Regions from separate parts of the Mus musculus genome. Here region 1 is linked to region 2. The links are chromatin contacts, called in public Hi-C maps. All regions are on one chromosome and are shown on one strand. Each heading gives the region's core, a stretch centred on a gene start, on an enhancer-like site or on the middle of the called end of the contact. The rest is flanking DNA. Distances are from core to core; before and after follow the strand shown. Region 1 overlaps Mapkap1 (mitogen-activated protein kinase associated protein 1). Region 2 has its middle 39 kb from the start of C230014O12Rik.

What was found. Hi-C and Micro-C count contacts between places; a contact is called where the count stands out from the background.
Region 1: a contact with region 2 is called in a Hi-C map of liver, with 4 times the contacts expected there. The contact joins two enhancer-like sites. A contact is called at or near these places in 2 of 484 Hi-C or Micro-C datasets (bone marrow-derived macrophages and liver) and 1 of 9 other capture datasets (embryonic stem cells).

What each region holds. Positions count from the first base shown.
Region 1 is chr2:34,524,245-34,528,857 of GRCm38.p6, forward strand. All of the region lies in intron 6 of Mapkap1 (mitogen-activated protein kinase associated protein 1), which reads left to right. Among named protein-coding and RNA genes, the nearest start is that of Gm34178, 49 kb to the right of the region's middle. Within about 2 kb of position 3,012, at least 46 of the 459 cell types and tissues checked have an H3K27ac peak or open chromatin away from gene starts, as enhancers often do. A contact at or near this core is called in liver, where this site is marked.
Region 2 is chr2:34,144,573-34,149,306 of GRCm38.p6, forward strand. No RefSeq gene overlaps it. Among named protein-coding and RNA genes, the nearest start is that of C230014O12Rik, 39 kb to the left of the region's middle. Within about 2 kb of position 2,064, at least 6 of the 459 cell types and tissues checked have an H3K27ac peak or open chromatin away from gene starts, as enhancers often do. A contact at or near this core is called in liver, where this site is marked.

The sequences.
Region 1 (4,613 bases), core at 1,762-4,261, 380 kb after region 2:
TTTTCTTCCCTCATCAGACAGAAATGAAAAGAAATAAACCTATTGAGTAAACCAGAGATTATCAGTAGTAAAATAGACTTCATTTATTTGAAGAAAAAAAAAAAAACTTAAGTGGATCCCTGCTGGAAAAAATGTTCTGTGGAAATGAATGTGGAGTTGGATGCCTTCTAATACGCCTTGTAAGTGAAGCCTCAGTCTCCCCCAAATCCAGTAAGCCAAAGACATATCCCAAGACATAGAGCTGCTGTTTGAGGGAGACTAGAGTTCTCTACTAATTTGAAAATTAGAAACTGCTAAGGAAACACACCTTGCCTTCCCAGCCCATGGGTGGATCAACTTCTAAACTACCTGTTGCTTCTGATTGATTTAAGACAGACTGGGTGTGTTCCCTGAACCGCAACCGCTTACCTTAACTACTTTTGAAGAAGCTCTGAGTATAGGTGGACATACTAGAACCGTGGGAAGAAGTAGTAGATGGGAAGGAGGAGGGAGGAAGTGGGTAGGAAAAGCAGGAGAAGTTGATTGTTTCTTGAAACGGGTTCTTTTTTATATAAGGCTGGCCTGGAACTTGGTAAGTAGCCAAAGGAACTTTGAACTCTTAATCCACAACATGCCTGATTTGTATAGTGCTAGATGTCAAACCCAGAACTGTATGCCTTCTAGGTAACTACTACTAGCTGAAAATATAGCCCCAGGATGCTTTTTGTCTGATGTCCAAAACCAGATGAAGAGCTGGATCTCAAATGGTGCCCAGCATCTAGAGAAGTGCTCCTTGCTAGCAGTGACCAAGCCAGGTGGTAGTATAAGAAAGGGACCTGCCTCATCTGCCTGCTTCTACCCACCTCCAACACTGTGCTCATTCATCCAGAACTCATGGAGAGAATTGAGCTCACAAAAGGCAGTGGCAAAGCAGACCTTGCTACAGAGTGAGGAAGAAGGGCTCCAAGGGAACAGACATCTAGGCTAATGAAACAGAACCCAGGTCAGACCCTGTCAGTCAGAGCACTTACATTACCTTCCTTTGTGTTTTCCTTACAATGTTTAATATAATAAAGGAACATAAGATTGCAAGCTAGGGCTGGTGAGATGGCTCAGTGGGTAAGAGCACCCGACTGCTCTTCCAAAGGTCAGGAGTTCAAATCCCAGCAACCACATGGTGGCTCACAACCATCCGTAACGAGATCTGACTCCCTCTTCTGGAGTGTCTGAGGACAGCTACAGTGTACTTACAATAAATAAATAAATAAATAAATCTTAAAAAAAAAAAAAAAAAAAAACAGGGGAAAAGATTTAAAAAAAAAAAAAAAAAGATTGCAAGCTAATGGAATCTAGCTACTGTTCTGCTGTGTGGATGAAGAGCCATCAAGTAGAAGGTAGGAAACTGTACTGCCTTGGACAGAGAACATGGCCCACAGGGTACCCTAAGGCTGCCTAGACTCTGCACAAAGGGAATGGTGAGCAACTTTTTAAAGAGGCATGCCCAGGGTTCCCTCATCTTTTTTATGTGAGAACTTTTAAAAGCCTGTAATTTTTAACTTACCTCTCTGATGCTATCTCTAAAATATACCCCAAATGACCAATCCTTTATCAAAAAGGGCATCATTGACTAGAAGCCGCTTCTGCTTTTAAGTGGTGTTGCCTTGTGGTCTATAAAATAGAAATCGGAGGAGGAGAAAAGGCAAACACTTTTCATTTATTTACTTTCTGCCTTTATTCCTTACAAGCAGCTCATTTTTAAAACCTTAAGCTGGGGGTCAGAGCAAGAGCAAAGAGTTTGGAAAGGGTAGAGCAAATAAAAAAACAAGATGTGTGTTTCAAGCCTGGCAATCTGGGGATGAATTACCCTGACCAACTGCGTGGTGTTTCTTTCCATTCTGTTGTGTTAGCAAACATCCTCATTGTCCAGATTGTCCTCATATATGGAAATGGAACATATGCAGCTTGTTTAATTTTGTATTTGTAAATCTGACTTGATTTCCTTTTTGGCAAAGGCTATTGTCTGGAGGAAAGAAAAGATTTTTCTTTGTGTCTGTTTATAGTGACAGAAATACTGGAACAATTAATAAAGATGGAAAGAATTACATAGTTCTAAGAATTTAAAGGTCAGACAAACCAAGTATGTATGCTTTGTTCACTGGGATGTCCCGTCTATAGAAAGTGTGCCAGGGTATGCTTTATTCATACAACCGAAACACATATTTTAGATAGTCATCAATTTACTTCAGTATCCAAAAATCATACCAGCCGTTACTGTAGTTACTGTGCCTCCTAAAAGTTTGGGCCTCTCACACTCTGAGTTAGTACGGTTTATTCTATGCTGCAGCCCCCTTGGCTGTGTTCGGCTCCTGGGTCTCGTTTTGATTTCCTCTACTCTCCCTTGGCTTACGGTGGAGTCTGTCAGCTGCTGCTGTGTACATGTCAGGCTAGTGACTCGTAATGTTTATTAATACAGTGTCAGTCTTGCTGCTGAAACAACCGTGATGCTTCAGAAGGTTGCAGTGGAACGGAGCATTTGATTTCCAGATCCTGTCTGCACTGCATGGTGAATACGTTCTCACATGTTACACAGTTCACTGACCTGACAGTTATGGAACCCCGCCTGGGACCCCATTTCAGCAGGACATATTTGAACAGAAACAGTTTGCAAAACTTTACACACTTAAACTCCTGCCAAGGCAAACTGTTAGGCACTTGAGTTTGTTATAAATACTCAGTGGCAGTGGTTGGAAGTAGCCCACAGTGTGTTTTATATTCTGAACGGAATGTGAATGTCTTTGCGGTTATATAGAGTAGTAAATAATTGAGTTTGATTAGGGAGAGGGACCTCATTATCCCCACCTGTGCCCAGCTGGAAGGGGAGGGTCGAAATGAAGCCATTAGCTGTCTCTCTTACTGGCATCTCAAAGAGCTCAAATACATCTGTGTCTTATTTTCTTTTCTGGCACAATCAGTCGAGCAAGCTAAGCAGGCATGACCAGATTTGGCAAGTCCCAAGGACTCTGGCAAAGATACACAAGGAGAAGGCGGAGGGCAGTCATTTTGGCTTCTCACTGCCCATTAGTCTAGCGAGTTATGTTTTTGGAAAATGTCTGTTTTGAAAAAAAAGTACTTTGTCCAATGTCAAACATTGCATGCTTGCACAATGTGCTTTGATCTTTCAAAAAATTCTATCAGTGCAAGGGGAAACAAACTGGCATTCACACTAGTGTCAGCTCCCTTTGTGGATAAAATGATACCCAGAGCCTCTGCAATTATTGCAACGCTTTTTCTTGCTCATCTATTTTCATTTTCTACTTTGAAGTACTGGGGAATGATCACATGGAAGGGGGCTAGAGCAGGTGGCAACCAGAGCAGTGCATCTCCATGCTGTTGTGAACTGGTCAGGACCAGAGAACAGAGCACTGTTCCTGGCAGCTTTATCCCACCTCTGGAAACTGAAACCACGGCATTTTCAGGATATCTTTAGAAAGGACCTGTGAGCCAGGGTATTTGTAAAACTCTTCCACAGGTTGGTCATTGACTCCCGTCTGGGAGATGAACTGCTCTCCGGAAGTTTCTTCTTGCCCTGAGTACCCCAGCCTCCAATCTAAGCAACAAAAGAGTTAAAAACACTTTGGAATCTAGGAGATATAAGGTCCATCTAGGGTTAAATTGTGGCTCCTGCAGGATTTGTTGCTGGCTATAGAACTTATTAACTTAATGTGTATTTCCAGGTACGTGTCTTAACCTGTCACTTTCTTGTTATAAAGTAGGTTCAATAATAGCACCTGCCTTTCTTTGGGGAAGGGGTTATAGGAACAATTAAGAGCTGGGAACTGTTATTCTCAGTATATGTAACTCCTTTGTTTGCCTATTTTTTTGAGACCAGATCTCACTAGGTAGCCCAAGCTGGCTTGAAGCTTGAAGATCCTTAGCCCCTCGAGTGTTGAGTGATAGATGTTTGCTACTGTACCTGAACATTATATATCACTTTTAATAAAGACTAGTCAATGGCTAGTATGTTAGTAATTACTTAATTATTATTTGACAGATGTTACTATAAATACTTTCATGTCCAAGAATTGTTTTGCCTGTGAGGAAATGGAGTCAGAGTAACTATATGGTTTACCCAACAAAGGGAAAACTTCACTTCAAACTAGCCATTATTATATTCTACAGCTCAGTGTGCTCTGCTGCCTTTTGGTATTACTGCTCCCTTTCCACTGCTGTGATACAGAGCTGAGACATCTCTCCTGAGGGAGCTCCTCTGACTCTTCTCCTGGGTGTGGCTAGTTAGGTATTATAGGCATGTATGTTTCTCAATATACTTAATAAGGGTTCAACCTCCCCTCTAGTCCACCACCTACCAAAGATAACAGAAAAGAAAGGTTATTAGGATATGGGGAAGTGGATGTGTTTAGAAATGGTTCTTTGGTGAGACTTCAGTCTTCATTGTTCTCAGTCCAGTCAGCCAACAAACACCAAACATGAGTCAGCTAGCTGCATTCCAGTCCACTAGCAAACACCATACACAAACCAGCAGCTGTAGTCCAGTCCACACAGCAGACACAGGAAACTAAATGTTTTCTTTGGAAAGTTTGTAATGTTGCTGAAGCAGACACAGGTGAAAGGAT
Region 2 (4,734 bases), core at 814-3,313:
GTTGGGTGAGACAGTCTCACTCTGGCCCAGGTTGGTCTATAACTCATGATCCTTCTGCTTCATCTTCCCAAGCAATACCTCCTAATGGAGCCTGTGGCTTCCACCTACCAAGCTGGAGTTTAATGAACTGTTGTCAGGTACATCCTCTGTGCAGACAGACAAAGACACTCCAAACAGCCTGGCAACAACACCTGGAAGCAACAGCCAAAAGCATCGCTGACACCTGGAAGCAACACCTGGCATCACTAGTTTAGAACGGGATCAGGACCCAGACCTCCAGGGAACAGGAGAACCTATTGTCAGCTACTTCCTCCTGCATACCCAGGAAGTACTTCTACACATCTACCCCCACTGCCTCATACTGCAGGTGTCAGCTGTTTCAATTCCCAGAGAGGAGGGATTTAATTCCTCTCCCTGAAAGCCCAACACAAGGTCTGTGGAACAGTTCTGGGTTCCCTACCTGGGAACCCCTTCTCATCCCATCAGTGGAGAGGTTGGGTGACCTCATAACCACGCTCCCCTCCCCACCTGGAGAAGCTAACCCTTCCCATTTCCGTTTTATGATCAGCCAAAGATTTCCCTGGTGTTGCCAAGAACTGATTTTCAGAAATAAGTATGTAAATCCTTTGTAAATGTATGCTAATTGCTTATTTTTAATTATAATGTAAATAAGTAATTACTGAATAATTTTAAAGTATTTACATGGGGGTGTGTGATTTAGACACTAACTTGTTATAAGATATAAAAACTATGAATTATACAGTAATTATGGCCCAATTTACATGCTAAGGCCAAACACAATTACGTAAGCAAGAGAAATGTAAACAATCAGGTGGTTCTGCGGTAGTTGGAGGGTAATAAGTAAGCCGCTCTCCCCCCACAGCCGAGAGTGCTAGTGTGGCTGTGTGCTCCTCAGCGCAGGGGGCATCAGGAAACAGAAGCCACCTTTAAGAGGGGAAAATGAAGTCATAAAATAAAGAGAAAAGAAGGGCCAGGGTGTGGCTCAATGGCTGAGCCCTCCCCCCACATGTGCACAGACGGCCCTAGGTTCCATTCCCAGAACAGCAAGAGAAGCCACTGAACCTTGCCTGGGTGAGCTTGGTGTTCAGAGGAAGGCCAAGCCTCAGAATATGGTCCTGTGGCCCTGTGGCTCTGTGGCCCTGTGGCCCTGTGGCCTGTGGCCCTGTGGCCTGTGACCCTGTGGCCCCGTGGCCCTGTGGCTCTGTGGCTCTGTGGCCCTGTGGCCCTGTGGCCCTGTGGCCCTGTGGCCCTGTGGCCTGTGGCCTGTGGCCTGTGGCTCTGTGGCCCTGTGGCTCTGTGGCCCTGTGGCCTGTGACCCTGTGGCCCTGTGGCCCTGTGGCCCTGTGGCCTGTGGCCCTGTGGCCTGTGCAGAGCAGCGTTGGTGACCCCTCCTGTTTCACACGTATTTTACTAGGCTTACAGTGCTGTGCCTTAAGTCCAAGCCCTCCTTTTCTCTCTGCCTCGCTTGTCTATGAGACCTGTCAAGTCACATTTGAAGTTTCTGCCTCTTCCTTCAGGAAGCCTTGTGGGTTGTTCTGCCCAGCCCCAGAGGTCTGGCCGTGTGCATACATACCTCTAATCACTAAAGCCACCATAGTGAGTGTGTGTTTGGCTCTAATGCCAGCCCCTTCCTTCCCCACTAGCCGGGGAATCCCTTAGGGTCAAACCCCAAGCCTCCCTTTCCATCATTGGCCCAGTGATGTCAGAGGCACTGTGGAGCCCAAGCACAGCAGGCTCACTGAAAGCAAGAGCCTGAGTGTGGTGCCCCCAGGTCAGTCCAAGGTATGGCCTCTCCTGGAGAAAGGAGCCTCTTTCTGATGGCTGACTCTGCAGGAGAAGCCCGTGACTTTTGTTTTTTGTTCTCTGAGGCCTACTGGTGACTGAGAGCCAGTTGAGGAAGGGAGGATACAACCTTCCCTGTGTGGCCTTGGGGCCTTCTCTCTGAACTTATTCAGGTATTGGGCATCTTCTCTGACACAGCTCCCAGCCAAGGCCTCACCCTGTAGGTGGGTGTTTGCTCTTGGGCTGCTGGAAGAAGGCCAAGGAAAGGGACATCTACCCTGCTGCAATCTTTTTGGAGCAATCAATGGGCCTATGTCTCTACCCTGAGAGGTCCCCAGGAGTGTGACACTGCCTCTGTCACCACCAGTTGTCACACAATTTAGAGCCCCCAGAGACAGGCAAATCTATGTACAGAGTCTCCCTCATCTTTTCCTTTTTCCCAAAGGCCTTGCTGGTCATTTAGCATGGCCAATAGCTACGACTTAAGGGAGCCAGCATGGGACCCAAAGGATGGAGGGTCCTGCTGACCGGCCTCAGGCCTGCAGTTCCACAGAGGAGGTCATCTCAGCCATCCCCCTGCATCGGAAGCAATGATTCAGGGCTCAGTCAGTCATGTGAAGCCTTTCTTCTCTAATCGTAATGAATTAAAATGCTGCTATCTGTTCCTGGTGATTTCAGCCTTGTGTCCTAGACCTGCTCTGCCCCAGTCCCTAGGCAGAGGTAGGTTCAGTCAGCACCAGCAAGCTTCAGAAGTTGCAAAACTTGGGCTCTTGGACTTAATTCCAGCTCTCTAGTCTAGGATCTGGGTCCCCTACACTTCAAATGAAAAAGGTCTTGGCAGTGTCCAACTCAGCTACTATGACTGGGGAGGAAGCCAGTGGCTGGCACTGAGAGTCCTTGGCAAGGAGCAGAGCCACAGACATGATAATGCCAGGACCTCGACCCCTCACACAGCTATTTTGCAGCCCAGGAAATCCCGCAGTCCCCTGGGTCATATTTCTTTTATGGCCATTGCTGGGTGCTATTCATTTTATTACACTTTTGCTGTTATTCTCGTCGTTGGCGCATAAGCAATGCGGTCAATTCCCTTTTACGTGCCCCGGCATTTCAGATTCATCGCCAGCCGGCGTGGCGCTGAGTGGTTACACGGTAGAGTGTTTGGCTAATAAAATACATAAAGCAGAGATAGGAAAATCAATGCCTTTGTTAATAATGCTTTGCCATCTTTCATGCAGGCTCAGGGAGGGGCTGCCCACCAAGCCGGCGCCAGAGACCCTCAAGGGACGTACGTCTGCCCTGGGCACTGGGCGCCAGCTGGCCCTGTTGCCTGAGCCTTTCACCCAAGGGGACAGCAGCCAGCCGAGGAGGCCCGGGCAGGCACCTCCAGACCTCCCATTCCCTTACAGTGTGATTCAGGTTCTAAAGTCTGGCTGCTGAACTCCATAGGACCCAAGGAACTGGCTGTGAAGATGGGGATATAATGACGCTGAAAGGTGTCTGAGTAGACAGAGGTCAGACATGTAGGAAAATGGAGGCATCTTTGGCAGTGCTCACCTGTGTCGTTTCCCAAGACTTCAATGCAGCCTTGTTCTGAACTCACCAACACACCGCCATAGCGCGAAACACAAAAGCATCACTCTCTTGACTTGGACTCAAGACTGACTATTGCATCTACTTTTTCATAACATTCATTTACTTATATTTGGAGGTGGGTGGGTGAGAGGGTCAGGGTGTGCATGTGCAGGTCAGAGGGCCACCTGAAGGAGCCCATTTTCTCCTTCTACCATATGGGATCTGGTGATCAAACTTACCTTCTGAGCCAGCTCGCTGACCCTAGAGGCTCTCGAATGGTATGATCTGCAGTGTTTCTGCTGTCTAAAGTTTTCTCACAGAAGTGGAATGGTTTAATTAAGGAAAACAATGACTCTTAATACTTTCTACCTTCGTTCCTCAGCATGTGTCAGCTGACATCTTTGGACTGTACTGTGTTAGGATGTTTGATTTTTAAACACTCTTTAACTTTCCTATTTACAAAACTGCCTATTGATTTTTGGCTCAGGAACAGGACAGGATTTCCCACAATTACTGAAACAGCCCTAAACGTACTTCTGACACGTTCATGCTATGTGCTTATGCAAAGTTATGTTCTCAGCACCGACGATGATCAAATCAAAGTATTGATCAGCTTTGAAAACCGTTGAACATACTGCTTTTCCTGCAGTGTCAGATCTTCAGCCAACATTTAATTCTTCATGGCAAACATAAACAGGCATGTGCATCTCATTACAATGCAAATTTATGTTTAATAGAACTTTAATAAGTGATAAAATTATATTTATACCAAGGAATTGTTTTTAAAATAAACCTCTCTGTGACTTGTTGGTGATAGATGCGAGAGTCACATACCTCCCTTAAGTTCCTTTATACCGAGGATCATGTTACGTTCCTCAGCTGTAAAGAGATTGTGGTACAGAAGTTCAAAAGGAGCCTTGCTCTAGAGGAGCCACTGTAGCATTCTGACCTCCGTTTCCTTATCTATAAAGTGAAACCAATCAAATCCTCCCTCCCTTTGAGAGCTGTTGTCTGGGTCCCTAGAGAAAGCCATGCAATCTGAGCAGCCAATTTGGGCAACTAGTACAGGCCCCAGGTTGTAGGCTCTACGTCCTAATATGAGACATTTGTTCCCAGATCTGGGGACCAGCATCTGTCAGAGACAGCTGTCCTTCCTGGTGCATCTTTGGTTCCCAGGCTTGCTCACCTTCCTGCATGGTATGTGGAGAAAACCCCGATCCCTTGTCCGGAAGCTTTGGGGCTCCCATTCCAGGCCCAATCCTCTCAGCTCAGCAGCATCTCAGCTATTTTTCCCCAGCCCTGCCTTGCCCTGCCCTTCATTCTGTGGTCCTGCAGGTCCCTCCTCCATCACATCCACTC